Linked DNA regions of Mus musculus: regions 2, 3 and 4 are each linked to region 1. A link is a contact called in public Hi-C and HiChIP or PLAC-seq data. All regions are on one chromosome and are shown on one strand. Each heading gives the region's core, a stretch centred on a gene start, on an enhancer-like site or on the middle of the called end of the contact. The rest is flanking DNA. Distances are from core to core; before and after follow the strand shown.

The links. Hi-C and Micro-C count contacts between places; a contact is called where the count stands out from the background. HiChIP or PLAC-seq counts read pairs in DNA pulled down with a chosen protein or histone mark.
Region 2: a contact with region 1 is called in an H3K4me3 HiChIP or PLAC-seq map of bone marrow-derived macrophages, with 4 times the contacts expected there. The contact joins two enhancer-like sites. A contact is called at or near these places in 2 of 15 datasets of contacts at CTCF or cohesin (the NIH/3T3 cell line and embryonic stem cells), 2 of 484 Hi-C or Micro-C datasets (LSK cells and uterus), 6 of 115 datasets of contacts at active chromatin or transcription factors (bone marrow-derived macrophages, embryonic basal ganglia, embryonic hindbrain and 2 more) and 1 of 9 other capture datasets (embryonic stem cells).
Region 3: a Hi-C map of uterus shows a contact between it and region 1, with 2.6 times the contacts expected there. The contact joins the promoter of AI661453 here to the enhancer-like site in region 1. A contact is called at or near these places in 2 of 15 datasets of contacts at CTCF or cohesin (embryonic stem cells and stem cell-derived epiblast-like cells), 18 of 484 Hi-C or Micro-C datasets (the C2C12 cell line, the N1E-115 cell line, bone marrow-derived macrophages and 11 more), 10 of 115 datasets of contacts at active chromatin or transcription factors (bone marrow-derived macrophages, craniofacial prominence, embryonic basal ganglia and 4 more) and 3 of 9 other capture datasets (embryonic stem cells, liver and macrophages).
Region 4: a contact with region 1 is called in an H3K4me3 HiChIP or PLAC-seq map of bone marrow-derived macrophages, with 4 times the contacts expected there. The contact joins the promoter of Rpl7l1 here to the enhancer-like site in region 1. A contact is called at or near these places in 5 of 39 promoter capture datasets (hippocampal neurons, liver, pre-B cells and 1 more), 1 of 15 datasets of contacts at CTCF or cohesin (the NIH/3T3 cell line), 9 of 484 Hi-C or Micro-C datasets (the Ba/F3 cell line, the N1E-115 cell line, cerebral cortex and 5 more) and 3 of 115 datasets of contacts at active chromatin or transcription factors (T-cell acute lymphoblastic leukemia, bone marrow-derived macrophages and embryonic stem cells).

The regions. Positions count from the first base shown.
Region 1 is chr17:47,037,989-47,041,790 of GRCm38.p6, forward strand. No RefSeq gene overlaps it. Among named protein-coding and RNA genes, the nearest start is that of Ubr2, 29 kb to the left of the region's middle. Within about 2 kb of position 1,618, at least 58 of the 459 cell types and tissues checked have an H3K27ac peak or open chromatin away from gene starts, as enhancers often do. A contact at or near this core is called in the Ba/F3 cell line, the C2C12 cell line, the N1E-115 cell line and 7 more, where this site is marked.
Region 2 is chr17:47,453,279-47,457,080 of GRCm38.p6, forward strand. All of the region lies in intron 2 of AI661453 (expressed sequence AI661453), which reads left to right. Among named protein-coding and RNA genes, the nearest start is that of AI661453, 19 kb to the left of the region's middle. Within about 2 kb of position 1,608, at least 85 of the 459 cell types and tissues checked have an H3K27ac peak or open chromatin away from gene starts, as enhancers often do. A contact at or near this core is called in bone marrow-derived macrophages and uterus, where this site is marked.
Region 3 is chr17:47,434,973-47,438,774 of GRCm38.p6, forward strand. It overlaps AI661453 (expressed sequence AI661453), which reads left to right and starts at 1,667. Exons shown (of 5, transcript NM_145489.2): 1 at 1,667-1,977. The coding sequence starts at 1,833. It also overlaps a transcript of 1700001C19Rik not described here.
Region 4 is chr17:46,781,032-46,784,833 of GRCm38.p6, forward strand. It overlaps Rpl7l1 (ribosomal protein L7-like 1), which reads right to left and starts at 1,625. Exons shown (of 7, transcript NM_025433.3): 1 at 1,588-1,625; 2 at 752-860. The coding sequence starts at 1,601.

The sequences.
Region 1 (3,802 bases), core at 368-2,867:
ATTGCATTGCCAAGCTTTGCTTGTGGCGATTCCATAGAGAGAACCTCACCAAAGAACTTATGGTGAGGTTCCTGCGGATTTTGCAGCTTCTGCAGACTCGGACTGCTTGGTGAGCTGCAAGGTTTCTTCTGAATTGAATTGCCCTTGCTGATTCCTGTGTGGTGTCTGCCGAGCGGACTGGACGGCAGCTGCTGGTTCATGTTTGGTGTTTGCTAGTGGACTGGACTGAGAGCAACAAAGACTGGGGTCGCTCCAAAGAACTATTTCTAAACAGGTACACTTCCCCCATATCCTAATAACCTTTCTTTCCCACTACCTCTGATGGGTGGTGGACTAGTGGGGAGGTTGGACCCTTACTAAAGTAGGTTGAAAAAAATATGCCAAAATGTTTGTATATGCCTGATGATTTGAGTTTATTCCTATATTCCTCAAGGTAGCTGGAGAGGTCTGAGAACTTCCCTTTGACCTGTGCACACTCCCTGTGACCTGTGTGTACCCACATTCACACATTCTTGAACATGCAGTAAACAAATATTTAAAAAGAAAGCAGCGTGTGGGAACCAGCAGGGATGTAGGTCAGTTGATAACAAGCCTGCCTAGCCAACATAGGGTCCTGGATCCATCCCTGGCATCTTAAGTGTGGGATGATGTTGAAAGAAGCACTTTGGACTCATCCCGAGATAGGGTTCTCCCTCCCCTTACTCTGTGCATGTCCACCTGTCTATCATCCTGCAGAACAAGTACAGCTTTGTACCATGACATTCCTAACCCAGACTTCAGGATTCTTCACCATTCATATCGATTCTGTCAGTGGACCAAACATCGACCCTGCCCAGGGACTTGAACACAAGCAGAAGGTCCTGCATTCCCTGTAGAGTACGAGTTCAAGTCACTAGGTCCTCTGCCTTTGATTCTGCTCATTGCAAGGACACCCTCACCCTCCTCTCAAGTGGCCCTTCAGGCAGAGACAACTAACTACTCTCTAGGACTGTGTTTGAAATGACCTTGGAGCCTTCTTCAGATCCGTTTCCTCCGCGATACTGCTGGGAGCCTGCAGGGGGCGCTCCTGTCCAGGGCTGGCATCCTCTCAGGCTCGCCTTTCTCGGTGGGGCTGGGCTTTCTTATGCCTGCAGTCTCTCTTTAACAATGGAGCTTGCGTTTGTTTAAAATTGTGACTGGTGGCACAGCTGGGAGCCCAGAAGTACTCTGTGTCGCTTTGTTATTTTAGGTTTCATAAGCAGCTAGAAAGTGAAATTCAAAATGACATCTTCAAGCGGAAATCAAGTCCTTCTCCTCCCGAGCTATGTATATTGGGATGCCCTTCTAGCAACCAGCCATGGTGCCACGCCAGCAGCCAGAATGCCAGTTAAGATCCATGCCTACTTTTTAGTAGTAGGGACTTGAGAACAAGAAGCTCTGCGTGGCACAGGGTGAATTCTTCGGAGGACCAGTCTGAGACAAACTGAAATTTGATCTCGCCTGAAATTTCTTCCAGTTGACAGAGCTTCTTTTTCATTCAATAAAATGAAACACAAAATAAAGCAAAGACAGAGGTTCAGGCATAGCCGTTGAATTACCCCTAGTTAATATGTCACCACAGCTTAGAGTAACTTGAATGTCTGAATCAGTCTTATCAGATGGTGGCAGAATTCCTGGAGAATTGGTATTTCATTGTGGAGGAACCAAGGAATTGCCGGCCCTGCCAACAGAAGACAAACTAAGACTGGGCTGTCTGACTTAGCAAATACAAATATGTACACTCAGTTAACTGTGAATTTCAGACACCGAACTCAAACATTTCATTTCATTTTACTTGCTTGAGACAGGGTCTCACTGAAATTCCCTATGTAGACCAGGCTAGCCTGGAATGTGCAGAGATCCACCTGCCCCTGTCTTCCAAGCCCTGGGATGAAAAGTGTGCACCACTATTCCTAATCTTCCTTAATTTTTAAATTCTCAGTAAACACTAAGAGCAAATCTGGTCTCCTGTTGAAATTCAAATGTGCAGGGTGTGATGCCTGGAATGTTCTGGAATCAGGCAGAACTTTCTGAGTTTGAGGCCAGCCTAGTTTGCACAGTGAGTTCCAGTCAGCCAGAATAGCCAGTGAGACTCTGTCTTAGCCCAGGGGGTGGGGCTGGGGGAGAGAAAGAAGTTAAGATATAAATAAAAGTCCTATATTTCATTTGGTATACAAAGTGGAAGAGAAAAGTTTTTTTTGTTTGTTTTTTGTTTTTTTTTTTTTAAATTTAGCCCAGTGGGTTCTCAACCTGTGGGTCATGACCCATTTTGGGGGAACAAACAGCCCTTTCAAGGGTTCACAGATCAGCTGTCCTGCAAATCAGATATCTTGCATGTCAGATGTTTACATCACAACTCATGACTTTAGCAGGATTACAGTCATGAAGTAGCAAGAAAAATGATGTTATGGTTGGGATTGCCACAACGTGTGGCACTGTATTAAAGGGTCACAGCATTAGGAAGGGTGAGAGCCACTGCCTAAGAGCTTCAGCATCATTTGGCAGACATAGCCACCGTGAAGGGTTTGGGGTGTGTTATCCCATCCACCATCCGTGAACATACATAAGTATTTGTGTATTCTAAACCTGGTTTCCCTATTGGCTAGCTAACTGACTTTGGGAGAGTAACCTAACTTCTCTGGATTTTAAGTTTTCTTTCTTTCATGGTTATTTATTTTTATTTTGTATGTATGAGTGTTCGCTTCATGTGTGCATATGTGCTCTGTGTGTGCCTAGTGTCCTAACAAGTCCTCGGAGCCCAGAAGAAGGCAGCAGGTCCCCTGGAACTAGAGGTGGTCACAACCTGTGACCTGTCATGTAGGAGCTGGGAACCTATCCCAGGTCTTCTGTGAGAGCTCATAACTGCTGCTGAGCCCTCTCTCCAGTCTCCATTTGTAATGTTAATTGTCAAACTCACGACAAGCCTAATTTGTAAATTACACATTATTATCAGTCTGAGTAGACAGAAAAAAGTGTAATAACACGTGGTACTATCTAGGACATCAGGCATCCCTCAGGGTCTCCTGCAGACAAGGTGGGAGTAATACAATACAATTCACCTTCACTGTTGTGGGCAAGGCACTTGAAACCCATCTCTTGCCTGACAGACAAAATGTCTGAGCAACCTTGAGCTGTGACACCCGCCTTCACTGCTTCTGGACTTGGAAAGGGTCCGGTAGCCATCAGCGTGCCTGGTTCTCGGGTCTTCAGCATGTATCTGAAGATCTTTCAGCTTCCAAAACTGCACAAGTCAAGGCCCTGGTGATAATTCTACACTCTAGCCTACCCACCCACCCAGGGTTAGCAAGATGGCTCAGCTGGTAAGGGTGCTTGTTCAATTCCCGAGACCAAAATCTGCACGCATGAGAACACACACGCACACATACAAGGGGGTAACTAGATCATATTCTTCCTTTTTTGTTACAGGATATTTGAATCTGTTTCTAGTTGTGGTGTGGCTCAGCCTTAGCACACACCTTTAATCCCAAACAATGACGGTGAAGTTAGTTTGTAGAAGGAAGCACCCATGTTTGAAAGTGATGTGTGGTTGAGGATTGAGAGGCAGAGTGATGAATCAGAGAAAGAGATGACAGAATAGGATCTGCCCAACTCTCATGAGAAAGAGAGAGAGAGAGAGAGAGAGAGAGAGAGAGAGAGAGAGAGAGAGAGAGAGAGAGAAAAGGATAGCTACTTAAGGGAGAGACAAACAACACAGGAAGAACTCAGTAGAGTTCCTGGAGAACAGTGCAGTAGAGTTCAGAGGGAGAGTGGAGCAGCTCAGAGA
Region 2 (3,802 bases), core at 358-2,857, 420 kb after region 1:
CTTTCCTTTCTCTTTCCTTCCACCCTAAAGTGATAGCAAAGGGGACAGGAGAGGATTCCTGGTGACTTGTCCCTGACCATAGGGAAACACCCATTTTCCCCAAAACATGTGCACAGAGGAGTCAGGGGGCCATGCCCTGGGCACAACATCTGGAGATTCAGGCTCTGACTAACCCACAGAGGGTTTTTGAGGTTTATTTATTTTAGTTTGTGGCGTGAGTGTTTTTGAATGCATATAAGTCTCTGTGCTATGTGTGTGTGTGCTGCCCACAGAGGCCAGAAGACGACATTGGATCCCTGGAACTGTAGTAACAGCCTTCTAGTGCTGGCAAATGAACCAGGCCCTCTGGAAGAACCCTTAACTGATGGGCCTCTCCAGCCTCCCACAAGGGCGAGCCTGACAGCAAACACCTCCCTCCTCTGCCCTGCTTTTCAGGGTCTGTGGGCGTGCCTCAGCCTCTGTAGTCCAACCATCCCAAGGTAGGTGGGGTCCACCCCACTTTATAGAGTCCAGGCAAGAACACCAAGTCCTGGGAGGCCGGAGGGGCACCCACTGAGCTTTGAGGGGTACTGTCTCTGCCTTTGTGATAACTGTTTGGGATGCTGCTTAGCTTGTTGTTTGGAAACAGAACTTCATGTAGCCCAGGCTGGCCCTTGAACTCACTGATCCTCCTGCCTCTGCTTCCCAAGTGCTGGGAGGGCTTTGCTACTATACCCAGCTCATATTTTGTTTTTGTTTTATGTTTTGCTTTATCTCAAGACGGGGTCTCCATATGTAGCCCAGGCTACCTTCCAACTTGTAGTAATCCCCCTGTTGCTGCCTTCCAAGTGGCAATTACAGGTGTGTGCCACCGGCCTGAATGCTACTCTATGTCTGCTTTACTCTAGTTATAAAGACTGGTCTTTAAAGATAGCCTGATTCTGTTGCCCAGGCTAACCTGGGACTCAGCCTGGTCTTCCTGCTTCACTCTCCCTCCATGGATCATGAGTATGAACCAAACACCCTACAATTAAGAATCATAACTATGTTGGATGGTTTTTTTTTTTTTAATTATAAATGAAACACAGTCACTTGTTAAGAAAGGAAGCTGAGGGGCTGCACGATGGCTCAACAGGGAAAGGAACTTGCCACCAAATCTGATGATCCCTGAGGCCCATACGGTGGGAAGAAAACATGATTCCCACAGGTTGTCCCTCTGACCTCCTCCGCAAGTTCACCGTAGTATGTGCACACACAAACATAAAGGAAAGTAGCTGGCATGGGGATTTGTGCGTATAATGTGGCAGATGGGATGCAGAGGCAGGAGGATCACCAGTTCAGGGCCAGTGTTGACTATATACAGAGTTAAAGACCAGCCCGGGCTACAGAGGCCTCTGGTTTCTTCGTTTCTTTTTAAAGGGAGAAACAGAGAAGGAAGAAAATAAGCCTGAATGTTCTTGGAGTCTTACCCCTCCCCTCCAGGCTCCCCGAATCAGCCTTGCCAGAGCAGTTGGCTCACTGCCCATGTCTTCCTCTGAACCGAGGCACCAGCCATGGACCCCGTGAGATAGCCCATGGCCCCAGCTTCCTGGTGTTGTCAGGCTGGGGAGACGAGGAAGTGCTGAGGCCCAGTTTCATGACATGACATTCTGACTGGCAGAGCCGGGCTGGGCTCCGCCCCAGACACTGAAGGAGGACACCTGCCATAGCAGGGAAGGGCATGGCCTTGTAAGGCTCAGGCGCTCACTGAGTGCCTTCTGCATGATGCCCACAGGCTGGTCCACCCCTTGGGGATGTGGACAGCCACCCCGTAAGTGCAGCGCATGGAGGCACAGGCTGATTCCCACAGGCAGCATCTTGGATGCTTTGCTATTTTACCAGAGCTAGAGGCCAAGGATAAAGTGGTGCTTAGGTAAGGAGGGCACAGCATACACACAGAGACACACACACAGATACACAGGCACACACAGGCACATATACATACTCACAGATACATATACAGACACACACACATGGACACACACAGACACACACAGGCAAATGTACATACTCACAGATACACATACAGACACACACATGGACACAGGGACACACGGACACAGGGACACACATACACCATGATTGCTGGCTGGTGGCTCCTGGAAACTCTGCTTCTGAGAACACCTTTCCTGGCCTTCCTCCCAGGAGTTAGACAACCACCCAGAGGCCACGGAAGTAAGCTGTCCTAACACCCTGTCCTTGTAGGGTGGCCTGAGTATCAACGTATATCTAGGTCATCATTCACATAGCCAAGGTTAGGGAGCCACAGAAGGGGCACCGTATGAGCCAGCCTCACAAAACACCATGGTCAATGAGACCTTTGGAATACATCTACAGGCGAGGCAGGCTGACTTTGCTCTGAACTGATTGGTAGCTGATCTGGCATGAGAAAACAGATTTTTTTTTTCTTTCTCCTATATTCTTCAGACCACTTGCTCACTCCGGAATTTACTCCTTCAAAAGGATTTGTTAGTTGTCTAAAACTAGACATGTATATGTAGACACTCAGCTGTCCTGACCTCCAGCAGGCTGGTGGCATGCTCTAGCCAGTAACAGTGTGCACTGCATTGACCCACAAGAAGCATGAAGAACAAATGCTGTAGCCACTTGCTATGTGACCTGGGGTGATGACCTCAGCCTATCTGTGCCTCGTTTTCCGCACCTGGAAAGGAAATAAGTCTTTTCTGGTTCCTGCATAGACTAATTGGGTTGCTGTGTTTGACATACGCTGAGTGGTGTTTTCAGGAGATATGACGTAGTAACTGTCGGCTATAAAAATAGTGTCCTAAGGCCTGTAGACTTCACAGGGAAGGGAAGTTAGCACCAACTTGGATTGCCAAGAATTTTACAGAAGAGGGGCATTTAAACTGGGGTTTAAAAAGCAATGGTGGAGCTGGGCATGATAGCGCACTCCTTTAATCCCAGCACTTGGGAGGCAGAGGCAGGCGGATTTCTGAGTTCGAGGCCAGCCTGGTCTACAGAGTGAGTTCCAAGAAAGCCAGGGCTACACAGAGAAAAAGGAAGGGTCTCTGCTCCAAAGAGGAGAGGGTTGCTGCCAGAGCCCACTTGCTGAGGAGAGGAGCAAGCTGGGTCTTCTCCAGGAAATGTTGGTTGGAGCTCAGAGTTTGCGAAGTGGAGAGATGGTAACAGAGCTGTACAAAATCTGTACAAAATCCACCTTATGACGGGTCCTGCTCAGACACCATGGGAAGGCAGCTGGATTTCTTCCCCTAGACCAATGAGGGACACTGGAAGAGGGAAAGCATCCTGCTTGCAACATGTTTGTTTGTTTGTACTGAAAAAATGAACTCAGGGCATTACATGTGTCAGGCTAGTAAACTACTACTGAATTGTAACACAGGGGTTCTGTTTTTACTGTTGAGATAGTCTTTAGTCCAAACTGGACTCAGACATAATTCATTCTGTAGCTCAGGGTGATCCTCCTGCCTCCACTTCTCAAGTGCTGAGACGTTAGTGTATGCTGTCGTACTTAAGTGTCTGCAGAGCTTGGGACCCAACCTAGACATCACATCATGCACTGGGGCACCAGAGCTGCATCCATCCCATGCGCATAAGTGTGTACTCGTGTGTGGAGGGTGGATGTCAATGCCCACTGTTTATCTCAAGCACACCACACCTTATCATGCATTCCCCTAGGCTGGGCAGCCACTGAGCTTCAGGGATGCATTTGTCTCTGCTTCTCCAGTATGAGGATTAAAGATGCGTGCCTGGCTTTCCCGTGGGGGCAGAGGTACTGCATTCTCCTCCTTAAGCTGTCATGACA
Region 3 (3,802 bases), core at 417-2,916, 400 kb after region 1:
AGCAAAGGCAGGCAGATCTCTATGAATTTAAAGCCAGCTTGGTCTATATAGAAAGTTTCATGCCAGCCAGAGCTACAAAGTAACATTTTGTCTCAAAAGAATATTCCAGGAGAGAAGAATCTGGTGTCTATAAAATACCAAATTTTCTAGAGCTGTGTTCAGGGCATGACGTGGTCATTGTGTTCTGAAACAGACTACAATGTGGTTATCCATACAGGCTCAGGCCAATGAGATCAGTCAACTTTCTGATAGGCAGCACTAACTAGACCCAGTAGATTTAAAGGGGGGCGGGGAGGGATGATGAAGAGGAGAAAGGGATGGGAGGGAAGAGTGGGAGAGGGATAGCCTGCATGATATGCTCAAGACACATTGTTTATGTATGAAATTGCCAAAGACTAAATTTTATTTCATGAAATATACATTAAGATCGGGCTTGGTGGTCTGAGCATTTAATCCCAGCACTTGGGAGACAGAGTTGAGATAGTCATAAGTTCAAGTCCAGCCTGGTCTACAAATTTCAGGACAGCAATGGCTACATAATAGACAGACCCTGCCATACATAGATAGATAGATAGATAGATAGATGCATACATACATACATACATAATACATACATGTATGTATATGACATATATGGCAGGGTCTCTCTAATATACACACTATATAATGTATTAAATATATTATCTTTAATATATTAATAATATACACAATATAAATAATAAACAAGAAACAATATGAAATATATAAAATAATTATATATTGAATATGTTAAATATTTAATATATTAGTATATTAATATATATGGAGGCCTAACCATGAGGATAGTTTCTTCCTGTGTTCTCTAATGGTACAGAAACTAGCCGGGCGATGGTGGCACACGCCTTTAATCCCAGAACTTTCGAGGCAGAGGCAGGCAGATTTCTGAGTTTGAGGCCAGTCTGGTCTACAAAGTGAGTTCCAGGACAGCTAGGGCTATACAGAGGAACCCTGTCTCGAAAACAAAAACAAAACCAAAAACAAACGAACAAACAAACAAACAAAAAATGGTACAGAAATTAGCCGGGCGGTGGTGGCACAAGCCTTTAATCCCAGCACTCCTGTCTCGGAAAAACAAAAAAACAACAACAACAACAACAACAACAACAACAACAACAACAAAAAAAAAAAAAAAAGGAAAAAAAATGTGCAGAAATTTCTTAACTCTACCTGGCCTCTAACTTCCTGTGTATTCATCATTTGTATTCATCGAAGTCTCCCTCACACATGTCAGAGGGCCCACGGGATGCTCTGGGCCATGCTAGCTTGGCCAGGCAGGTACTTTTCTGGGATGCAAGTCATTTCTAAACTGTCCACCCTGATCTGCTCAGGAAGGGCTCACAGACTCAAGGAACTCGCCTTGGGCTTTTCCTGGTCCAGAAAAAAAAAAAAAAAAAAAAAAAAAGTGGGGGTGGATCGGGCGTGCCGGTAGGGAACCCGCGGCAGGGGGCGGCTCTGCTCCCCAGCAGGGCGTGGGCCGGGCGAGGTCCTCCGCGCAGCGCACGGTGCCAACAATAGGCTGTTGTGGAAGGAGGCAGGAATGTGGCCCGGGGAGTTGGGCGGCGGGGCGGGGCCGGCTCCGGGCGGCAGCCTCTTACCTGTCCAGGTAGCTCGCATTTCCAGGCGAGCGGCGGCGGCGCCCGCACCACCTGTCGCCGGGTGCGCGGGCGGGGAGCGCGGCTGGGGACCATGGCCTGCTAGTGTCCCCTGGGAAGACGCTGCGGGGTTCAGTCTGGAGCAGGACAGGCCTAGGGACGGAAGGTCCTTCCCTCGGGGACAGATCGGCCTGCAGCAGCATGAAAAAGAACCAGACCATGCAGGGCACTTTCAGCAAACTCTTTGGGAAGAAGCACGCCCACCCCTCCACCACGTCCCTCTACGCCACCAATCCACCCTGGATTTTCACCCACGAGGCCCAAGAGGAGGGAACCAGGGACTTTGGTGAGTGCACCCCGGCTGGGGGAAAAAAAAAAAAAAAAAACAAGGGAGAGTTCCCCGTGGCGCCTCTTCCCTCCTGGCTCTGGCGTCACTTGGGCGCTGGGAAAGCGGGCTGGGGCAGGGACACGTTGGAACCTGTGGACCGGCTGAGGAGATGCTGGGAAGGGGAAGGAGGCGCGGCAGCCCGAGTCAGAGAGGTGCAGGGAACCCCTGAAGTGAGGCCGCCGATCCTTGCCGCCCTCACCTGCCGTTCCCTGTCTCCCTTCATAACCTTTGGTAGGGTTTCTGTTTGTGTGGCTGTCTTTGCTGTGTCTCCTACCACATATCCGCATTCTGAGTCAGAGATCTAGACGTCTGTCCCTAGTCCTTTCCGCTTCCTCTGTCCCGCAGAGAGAGCCTGCCTCAGGTGCCCTTGCCGTTCGTTCTGTTTGAGAAAGGAAAGTCAGCGAGCAGGCCACTGTTAGCAGATTGCCAGCCATTTGCGACATCAAATTAGCTTTGTTTGGTTTGGTTGGGGGTGGGGAGGGAAGGGGGCTGAGTGTCACATGCTCTTGCCCAGGTCCTCTTGGATCTGGGTTGTCTATGGTCTCGGACTGAAGAGTCAGAGGTGGGACAGAGGAGAGTGCGGACCCTTTGAATCAAGGGTGGTGTGTCTTTGCAAACTACTGGAAATAAATTGGCCCTTCCCCAGCTCCGGCTATGGGACACTCCTATCTCTTTGTCAATCTCCAGTTTATACACTCTTAACTGGGGGGAACCCCGGGAAAATGGGGGAACGGTACTCACTTCTTGTTTTTGATCCATGCTTCTGGTGTCTGAAGTGGGAGACAGGGGTGTGTCACCAATCACTCCCTAGTTTTACCTGCCTTCCTCATCACCTTTATGGTACTTGGAGTTCTGTTCAACACCCAAATGATTACATTGGGGGCCAGGGCAAGAACAAGATGTCACCTTTCCCTGACCTAAAGATCTCTCACCAGCAGGCAAGCAAAACTAAGAGTATGCCCTCCTGCCCTTTGGGGGCCTCTGCTGGAAGACAGCCTTTAGGTGCATGAGAAAGAGAAGAGGCATTTCTGAGGGGAACCTAGCCTCAGAGTGGAGAGGGAAGGCTGTCTCTGACAGAGCACAGGTTTCAGTAATGGGGAAGAGAGCAGGACCAAGTGGGGGCGTGTCTAGGCAAAGAAGATACCAGTGCTGGCAAGTGAACCCTAAGTGTACTCTGGGATGCCCCAACACCTTCCTTGGCCTGAAGGAAGACATCAATAGCAAACTGTCACCCACCTTTCCTAGGTGCAAACTCTCCTAAAACGTTTGATCTTTGACTCACTGAGTCTCTGTCTAGTGTAAGATGCTATTATTGGCTTTCTGGATGAGGACGCCAAAGAACAGGGATGTTACAGACCTGGTCCAAGACCGCAAGATTTAAATGGTAGAGCTGCGATTTTCCCAGCGCATAGGAACAGATGCTCTTCAGTAGACACCTAACTCATGTAGCTGTCACCAGCAAGCAAGTGAGAGAATTTCCAGTACCCCAGAGTCTTGCTGGCAAGAGAGCCAACATCTGGACCCAGGCAGAGCCCGACTCTAGCAGGCTTTCTGATTTTTCTCTGGAGGAAGGGATTTGGGGGTGAATGCCTGAAAAACCAGTCCCCACCCACCACCACCACCCCTTTCTCTTCAAAGAGTCTCGGAACAGCCTCTTCACATTTCCTCCCTATTTTGTCTGGATGATCGGACTGTTGGTCGGAATCAGGCCTGGAGAGAGAAGAGGGACAGGATACCTTGTAAGCTCTTAGCAGTCTAGTCAGGGCAGGAGTCTAGGGGACAG
Region 4 (3,802 bases), core at 375-2,874, 260 kb before region 1:
ATTAGATATTTTCTTTATTTACATTTCAAATACTATCCCGAAAGTTCCCTATACCCTCCCCCCAAAGATTTATTTATTATTATATGTAAGTACACTGCAGCTGTCTTTACACACACCTGAAGAGGGAGTCAGATCTCATTATAGGTGGTTGTGAGCTACCATGTGGTTGCTGGGATTTGAACTCAGGACCTTCCGAAGAGCAGTCAGTGCTCTTAAGGGCTGAGCCATCTCTCCAGCCCACACGTGATTCTAAATAAACTTTTAAAATTGTTGGATACTTTTGGTTTGAGACAGGTTCTCTTTATATAGCCAAACTCTCCATTTTCCTGTCTCAACCTTCTAGAATGCTGAAAAGTGTGCCACAGATAGCAATTTAATCGCAGCATTCTAGAGGCCTAAGTAGGCTGATCTGTTAGTTTGAGGCCAGCCTGGTCATACAGTATTCCAGACCATATGTACAGACCCCATCTAAGAAACAAACCAACCCCAACAAAACATTTTTAAAATAATCTATTTTTTTCCCTGCCAAATTTGGTTTTACCACTAAATTTGAATTCAGAAAATGTCTTCACTTTTCCCTTAAAGGCTGGTCTAACATTTTGCTCACAGAAAGATGGTGGGTAAATCTTTGCTAAATGGAGGACTATGAGGGAGAAACCTGTGAGGGATCTGATAACAAATCTAGTTCAACGAACACCGTTTAGTAAAATCCGTCCACTACAAATCCTAACCCCCCCCCTCTCAGAATTACCTCTCTCTTTGCCAAAAGTGCCTGCTTTGCCTGAGTGGCTTTGAGGGCTTGATAAGCCTTCCTCTTTTTCAGAAGATTTTCTGGAACCAAAGGAATTTTTTTTCTTTCCCTGATAAAGGAACAAATTTGACATTAATGAAAATTGCCAAACCAACATTTGGTGGCTTTCCAAACCAATTCGAGATCCTGGTCTTCCCGGGACCTAAAGTTTCTGATGAGTCTTCGCCGTGCTCCTGTAATGCTCACTCGTCCCGAGAGCCTTTAAAAATCAGGAAAAACCTTTGCTCTCTGGGTTCGTTTTGGTCCGTGGAGCTTTAACAACTGTAGGCTATGACCTGTCACTAGCGGCAAGGAAATTCTAGTAAAATCCAGAAAGGGGCTATCACAGATCCATCAAGAAGAGTAATGATTAAGTCGAGCTAGGATGAGGTGGGGGGGGGGGGCACATGAAAGCAGGAGGGGGAATTGGGGGGAAAGAGCTTGGTGGAAGACGCAGGGGAATAAGAGATGATGGGGAGGTGATACGATCAAAATACACTGTACGTGTGTACCAAACTGTGAAAGACATGACAGCCAAGCTGAGCGAACTCAACTCTGGCGCTACGCAGCCACTCGCCCCTCCGAACCTCAGTTCCTCTTCTCGCTGCTTCCAAAGTCGTCCCGATCCCTGGTCGCGGAGCCCTACAGCATCTCAGCCCCCACCTTGACTTCATACTATGGAGCCTTTTTCTTTTCTCTCCACAGCCCACAGCTTCCTTTTGTATCACCAGAGTACAAACAGAAAGGATGGCATCGGATCCTCAAAGCCCCATAGAGAGATCCGAAGACACACTCACCCTTCCTCCGCCATCTTTCCGGTGCTTCAGCTACTGCGCTTGCGCAGCCTCACCGGGCGGGGTAGAGAGGCCCGCCTCGACGTCTCTTGTATCATAGAGACGGACTCTCGCTCCCGCAGGAGGACTCAGGCAGCCTGAGATTCCTTAGCGAATGTGAGCGTCTGGGAAAAGGTCTTGCTAGCCAGGATTCCGGCAAAAAACCCTCCAGTTTTCTTCCCATCCCTTCTAAGGTCTCTAGAGTCTGACACCCGTCTGGATCCAACCCTTTTCAGTTAGGCTGTAGGGTCTCGAACTCGGCCGCTTGTGAACAATTTAAAGGCTTTCCACAATGCATCTGCAGCTTCCGCTACGGCACGGGCTCTACAGAAGTTGGCCGCCTTGCTTAGGTGAGGTTTTTATTCCCGGAGACTTGAAGGACCGACGTGGCACTCACATTTGGTGGGCGGTTATTTGTGGAGGATTTGCGGAAATAAAAATGTGTCACCTACTCTGTGAGCCTTTGAATTCCTCACCTTTCTGCATCTCGGCTTCCTCATCCGTACAATGAATATCTACGGGTTCCCAGTGGCCGCCAGGGGGCTCCTTAAGATTTACAAAGCCTTAGCACAAGTTGGGTAAACAGTGGAGCCAGAAACTAGAAATGCTCCATTTCCATCTCAGAGCCTTCACTTGTTTAAGTTTCTCAGAATTTACTCCCATTGCCACATACTAGCACAGTGCTGTTTTATGCTAGCACAGTGCTGTTTTATGCTCTAGCCTAGGACAACGCCACTATATAACACTAGAAAGGGTCGCCACCCACAGCCTTTATCCTACACCTTTGGCTTATGGGCAGGAGACTTTTCTTATTTTCTGTGTCTCTTCTGCACCTCACTACACCACTTCACTACAGTGGGACTCTGCAAGGAATTGTTGAGTACCCAAGGACTGATACATGATGTTGGAACACACTAAAAAACTAGTCCACTCAACACGCTAATGTCATTACCAGATGAATGTCAAAGGAGATTAAGGGCACGACCTCTTCCGGCCTCCTGCACCAGGCATACCAGGTATTCTAAACTATTCCATGGATTGCGCTAGAACCATGCTTGTTTTTAAGTTTCCTCAAAAATCTCTGTCCGGGGCTGGTGAGATGGCTCAGTGGGTAAAAGCACCCGACTGTTCTTCCGAAGGTCCAGAGTTCAAATCCCAGCAACCACATGGTGGCTCACAACCATCTGTAACAAGATCTGACGCCCTCTTCTGGAGTGTCTGAAGACAGCTACAGTGTACTTACATATAATAATAATAATAATAATAATAATAATAATAATAATAATAATAATAATAAAATATATATATATGTCCCATATTGGGTGAGCCACTTGTCTATGTGACAGAGAAAGAAGAGCAAAATAAAAAATAAAAACAATAGTCCTAGTGGGGACTGTCGCTGCTCATCTCATAATATTTGCTTGTTTTTAAAGATTTATTTATTTATTTATTTATTTTACTTATATGAAAACGCTGTAGCTGTCTTCAGACACACCAGAAGAGGGCCTCAGATCTCTTTACAGATGGTTATGAGCTACCATGTGGTTGGTAGGAATTGAACTCAGGACCTCTGGAAGAGCAGTCAGTGCTCTTAACTGCTGAGCCATCTCACCAGTCCTCATTTTTTTGGTTTTTGGAGACAGGGTTTCTCTGTGTAGCCTTCGCTATCCTGGAACTCACTCTGCACACAGTCTGGCCTCAAACTCAAAGGTCCTCCAACCTCTGCCTCCTGAACACTGAGATTAAAGGTGTTAACCACCACTGCCTGGCTCACCTCTTATTCTTTTGATTTTAATTTAATGCTCTAAAATTTTTGTTAAAGTATAAATGTCATCTTAAAAGTTGGAAGAGCCGGGCGTGGTGGCGCACGCCTTTAATTCCAGCACTTGGGAGGCAGAGGCAGGCGGATTTCTGAGGTCGAGGCCAGCCTGGTCTACAGAGTGAGTTCCAGGACAGCCAGGGCTATACAGAGAAACCCTGTGTCGAAAAACCAAAAAAAAAAAAAAAAAGTTGAAAGATTAGCCGGGCGCGGTGGCGTACGCCTTTAATCCCAGCTCTCGGGAGGCAGAGGCAGGCGGATTTCTGAGTTCGAGGCCAGCCTGGTCTACAAAGTGAGTTACAGGACAGCCAGGGTTACACAGAGAAACCCTGTCTCAAAAAACCAAAAAAAAAAAAAAAA